Linked DNA regions of Rattus norvegicus: region 2 is linked to region 1. The links are chromatin contacts, called in public Hi-C maps. All regions are on one chromosome and are shown on one strand. The core of a region is the stretch at or near the end of the contact, and the rest is flanking DNA. Distances in the headings are between cores, read along the strand shown.

The links. Hi-C and Micro-C count contacts between places; a contact is called where the count stands out from the background.
Region 2: a Hi-C map of the A7r5 cell line shows a contact between it and region 1, with 4 times the contacts expected there. The contact joins two enhancer-like sites. A contact is called at or near these places in 9 of 12 Hi-C or Micro-C datasets (the A7r5 cell line, the Rat2 cell line, Schwann cells and 5 more).

Annotation. Positions count from the first base shown.
Region 1 is chr11:79,576,080-79,578,734 of GRCr8, forward strand. Ccdc14 (coiled-coil domain containing 14) reads right to left here. Exons shown (of 13, transcript NM_001427244.1): 8 at 1,278-1,794. Among named protein-coding and RNA genes, the nearest start is that of Ccdc14, 16 kb to the right of the region's middle. Within about 2 kb of position 1,337, at least 18 of the 93 cell types and tissues checked have an H3K27ac peak or open chromatin away from gene starts, as enhancers often do. A contact at or near this core is called in the A7r5 cell line, where this site is marked.
Region 2 is chr11:79,920,754-79,923,408 of GRCr8, forward strand. All of the region lies in intron 5 of Kalrn (kalirin, RhoGEF kinase), which reads left to right. Among named protein-coding and RNA genes, the nearest start is that of Kalrn, 160 kb to the left of the region's middle. Within about 2 kb of position 1,303, at least 23 of the 93 cell types and tissues checked have an H3K27ac peak or open chromatin away from gene starts, as enhancers often do. A contact at or near this core is called in the A7r5 cell line, where this site is marked.

The sequences.
Region 1 (2,655 bases), core at 87-2,586:
CAACAGAACTAAAGAAGGTCCCTCACGAGGCTGCTGGGATTAGAATGAGATGCTATCATCCAAAACTCACTCGCATTCCTCATCTGAAATGGAGGCAATCACAAGAGTGCCGTGAGACTCAGGAAAAGCCACCTAAGAGAGTACAGCACAGTGCTGGGCCAAGGGGGCACTCAGGACACCTGACACTGTACCACTGCTGCCACTGCTGCTGCCGTGATTGAAGATTTGGGTGAAAGAAAAGAAAGGGCCAGGTGTGGTGGTTCCTATCTTTATTCCCAGGACTTGGTGGTTTTCTGTGAGTTCAAGTCCAGCCTGACCTACAAAGCAAGATTCAGGCTAGCCAGAGCTATACAGTGAGTGCCTATGTCAAAAAAATAAACAAAACAAAAACAAACGAACAAAAAACTGCCTAATTTGAAAATCTTAACACAGGAATTTTAATACTTAACCTATGGCTTAACTGTGCAGTATTTACAAGGATTTTAGAAATCTGTGTATGTGTTAGCCTATAAATGGCAGCTATTCCATTAGTTCCATAATCAACTACTGTGCTTTCTTTCATTTTTTTTAAAGAATTATTTATTTTATTTATGAGTACACTGTAGCTGTTTTCAGACACACCAGAGGAGGGCATCGGATCCCATTACAGATGGTTGTGAGCCACCATGTGGTTGCTGGGAATTGAACTCAGGACCTCTGGAAGAGCGGCCAGTGCTGTTAACCGCTGAGCCATCTCTCCCGCCCGTGCTTTCTAAGGTGACATAGACTGATCTGTAATTCATTCCAAGCAAACTCCATACTTCAAAACACGTGCAGGCACGCAAGCATGCACCCCAAAACAGTAATTTGGCTCAAAGATCTTTTCCTTGATTTAAGAGAAAAATAGTAAACATAAACTAAGAACTAGTAAGTGGTTTGTGTTGTTACACAAGTTGGAATATGTTGAACAAAGTAACAGCTAGTTATTAAACAACAGAAGTAAATCGACATCTTTGTTAAACAAAAAAGTCATCCTGGGAGGAAGAAGAGGGATCCAACAGTAGCAGCAGCTGCAGGGTAAGCTGGAAGTAATCCACATGAAACCGTGTCGCAAGAAAGAAACAAAAGCCTTAAAACCTAGGACGACAACAGAACTCTTCCTTACGGGGTCAAGACACAGTTCTGTGACACACTCTGGACACTGCTGCTCAGTCAGTGACACCCGAATGACATTTAGAAACCACCACACTGCTATCAAGCAGTGCAGACGACAGAAGAACCATCAAGTGCTTGGCTACCTTGTTCTTCGGTCAGGGCCTTGAGCTCTCCCAGCAAGCACTTGGCAATTCTGACTTTCTCAGCAGTCTGGCTCACGTTTTCTGCCTGCTGCACATTCTTGGCGAGCTTTGCATCTTGCTCATGGATGCTTAAATACTTTCCTTCATTTGTGGCCTCTCCAATTTGTTCTCTGGCACATTTCTCTTCATTAGTGGCCAAGAAGACTGGCGGTAAGTGAGAGGGACTTGGGTGTGCCTGACTGTCCGAGAGAGCGTCTTTTCCATGAGCTGGAAACAGAGACACGTGTGTTTGGAAACGCTTCGGTAGCTCTGCTTCCTTAGGAGCTCTCTGTTGTGGCAGAACCCAACTCCCAAGATTCAGCTGCTGAATCTTTGAAGCAGCGGCACCATCAGAGTGGGGAGGGCCATGTGCAACTCCAGGATGGATGCTGGATAAAGTCCTGGGAGCATCACGGTGCCGCACAGGGGTTGTCTGACCCTGTGAGTCAAACTGGTTATCATCATCAGTCTGAACTTCCTAAAGCAGGAAAAGAGTAAGCCTTCAAAGGTATGAACAGATATTTCTAAGACTATAAAAACACGAATGAATTAATATTAGAACATAATTTGCTATGACTACAAACCAAGTTTGGATATTTTCAGCTTACAAGCAAGCTGGTCCTTTTCACTACACAACAAAGACTAGTTTTTCAGAGCTTAAGTAGATCACTCTGCAATGTGGGAACATTAGGCCGTGATGAAAATAGACTGTTTACAAATACCACACATGCTCTAAATACACCAGAAATTAGTCCACATTTGGACTCCAACAAACATTTTCATTTTGAGAAACATTTTAAGAAGCAAGCTCAGGGGGTTGGGGATTTAGCTCAGTTATAGAGCGCTTGCCTAGCAAGCGCAAGGTCCTGGGTTCGGTCCTCAGCTCCGGAAAAAAAAAAAAAAAAAAAAAAGCAGCAAGCTCAGAGGCTAGAAGGATGGCTCATTTGTTAGGACTTGTTACTCCTGCAGAGGACCTGGGTTCAGCTCCCAGCACCTACATGGCTGCTCACAAGTCCAGTTTCTGGGGATCCAATGATGTCATGCATGTGTGCACAGGCATATATGCAGGCAAAATCCCCACACAAAACCAAAGTATTTTATTTAAAAACCACACAGAGATTTGATAAAAATATATTCAGCTAGGGATGGAGCCCAGGGGTAGTATGTGTGGGGTGCTGGGTTCAATTTTTAGGACCACAGAAATAAAAATGTATGTGTATATATAAAGTGTATATGAATATTATAGTAATAAAACTAGCTGTTAGTTCAAAGTCAAATCAGAGACTGGTGGTTTTACTATACAACTTAGCTCAGACATATTTGTCTTTAGAGAGAAATA
Region 2 (2,655 bases), core at 53-2,552, 340 kb after region 1:
TCTCTGCTCCCTGTAGCTCTCAGGTTACAGGCATGAACATGGCCACATCTGGCTTTTCACACAGGCATGGGACCTGAACTGGGGACCTCATCCTTCTGCAGCAAAGGCTCTTACCCACTGAGTCATCACTTTTGTTCCCCAAGTCACACCTTCTAATGAACACTCCTCAGCTCTTCCTCCTCCACGGACCTCTGCTCTGGTGAAACAATGGACTCATCACAGTACTATTTTTAAATATGGGAAAAAATTACATAGGCTCATAAAGCAAATAAAATACACTATTAACTTACTAAAAAAAACTATGTATTTATTAATGTGACAAACACAAGATCTACTTGAAGCCCGGGAGCCACCCTGACTTGGAGACATAATAAACATGGATAGCATTTTAGAACATATCCTACCTAGTGTGATACGGAAATGCTCACGTTGCTGCTGGTAGCCAAGAAACTGTTTCATTGACTCTGGATAGTTAGTTTTCTGTGTTCATAACGGAAAGGGTTGCTGTGTTTCAGCCAGACATTAGCGGGAACAAAGGTGTTCCCCCATTTAAGTACACTATCACTGAACTTAAATCCATGAAGTCGGTTTCGAACCTGTCTTCTGAGGTGTATACACACACCTTAGATAGAGAAAGAAGGGGGCTGGAGAGGGGAAGCAAGGATTAAGAGCCTGAGCTGTTCTTTCAGAGGATTCAGGTTTGATTCCAGCATCCACGTGAGAAATCATAGCTGTTCGTCAGTTCATTTCCAGCGGATCCAACATCCTCTTCTGATCTCTGGGCACCGAACACACCCAACACACATACGTACACACGCGGGCCAAACACTCCTACACATACAGCAAATCACACTTAAAAGAGAAAGAAGTGTACTTGTGCATGTATATGAACGCACATTTGTGTATTGTGTAGGGGTAGTCAGAGAAAGAGAATATTAAAAACAGAATTGAGGTGGGGGAGGGGTGGCCACTTTGAGTCGGTGATGAGGCACTGCTCGAACTTTGACTCAGCCACCACAAAAAAACCGTGCTGGCTGTGGAGCCGGGAGAACAACAGTGCTTTAGAGCTGCGTCCAGATGAACTGAGAAGATCCACGTGGAGCTAAGCGCCTCAGCCTTTGACTTATTTGGTGCTTTTTGACAGAGGTCAGAAGGGTGATGGTTTGGAGGAAGGGCTGTGTGCCCATCCACATCTAAACAAGGGCACAGGAAATAGTTCCTGTACGGGTTGTACCTCAGCCTCCCAGCAGGGCGGGCGCAGGGCAGTGAAGCCTCTCCAGATCTGGGAAGCTTTTGGCACTCGGTTAAGTTCACTGACCACTCCGTTCCTATTTTTGGAACAGGGGTGGGGACAGAGTCTCTCCTCTGGCCTTGTGAGGTGGCCACTTGCCCTCGAGGCATGGATAATAGGCTGGCGGCTCTCCACTCCCCAACCCTCCTTAGAGAATGAAGCAGTCTCCTACCACCTTTCCTGACCCATGTGACAGCCCCCTGTATTAAAAGTCTTAGAGGAAAAGGGGGAGGGTTCTACCCTATGGGTGTCACCAAGCATCCCCTCTCCTTTTCCATTTATAATATTATGAGTGCAGAGAAATGGTCCTGAGCATGAATGAGTTACTTTGGTAAAGATGTATAGGCTGGAATTTCCACCCCCACGTAACCTACTAGCCAATAAACAAAACAGATATATCAGCACCTGCTCCTTTGCATGTCCAAACAGATTTGAGGCTTAGTTGATCTGTGACAAAGCACGTATGTAAGGTATAGTCTGATGAAATAGATGTGAGGAGACACTTTGAAGCCATGACCATGCATGCTCAGTAGCTAAATCAGAAGTTCTTAACCTCTGGGTCTCGACCCTCTAGGGGTTGAATGAGTCTTTCACGGAGGTTACCTAAGACTGCCAGAAAACACAGATATGTAAATTATGGTTCATAGCGGTGGCAAAATGACACTTGTGAAGTAGCAGCAAAAATAATTTTATGGTTGGGGTCACCACTTGAGGAGCTGTATAACAGGATGGGAGCCTTAGGAAGGATGAGAGCCACTGCTTTAAACACCCCCTCCCTTTACTCTTATTTAATGTCTGCTGTGGCCTGAACTGCCCTGGGCATAACTGCTGTGTTTGGGAGTTCCCAGGGAGGAGAGAACATCAGAACTCAGGAGTGATGGAGAGGCCTTAATAAGAAAGCTGGGAGTGTTGGGTAATTCCGAGATGATTTAACTAGCCTGCGATGCTGAGAGATGAACCACTCTGCCTCAGCCCAGCACCCTCTGGTCTGTAACTAATGGACCCACACATCACTGTGTTCACAGAACAACACAGACCCACTTGCTACTTGTTATGCTGGCACAGATTATGGTACTCTATACAGCTTTGCTTTTAGACACATGTGGCCCTGGCTACTGTGGGTCCCATGTGGCGAAAATGTATGCCACATGACCATAGCCTATAACCCAAGAGAAGGGTGGGCCTCTTCCTGAGGTGGGCTGTGTGTAGAATCAAAAGTCAGTAGCCATGTTCATGACTTACAGAAGGGAAAAGGGTGTATGCTTTACAGTGACGGCTCTTCTCTGGATATTGCTTCCTCAGAGCCTTGGGTAATATTTAACATGTGAGACCTGGAAGGGAATCTTAAATCAAAGGCCTACCTC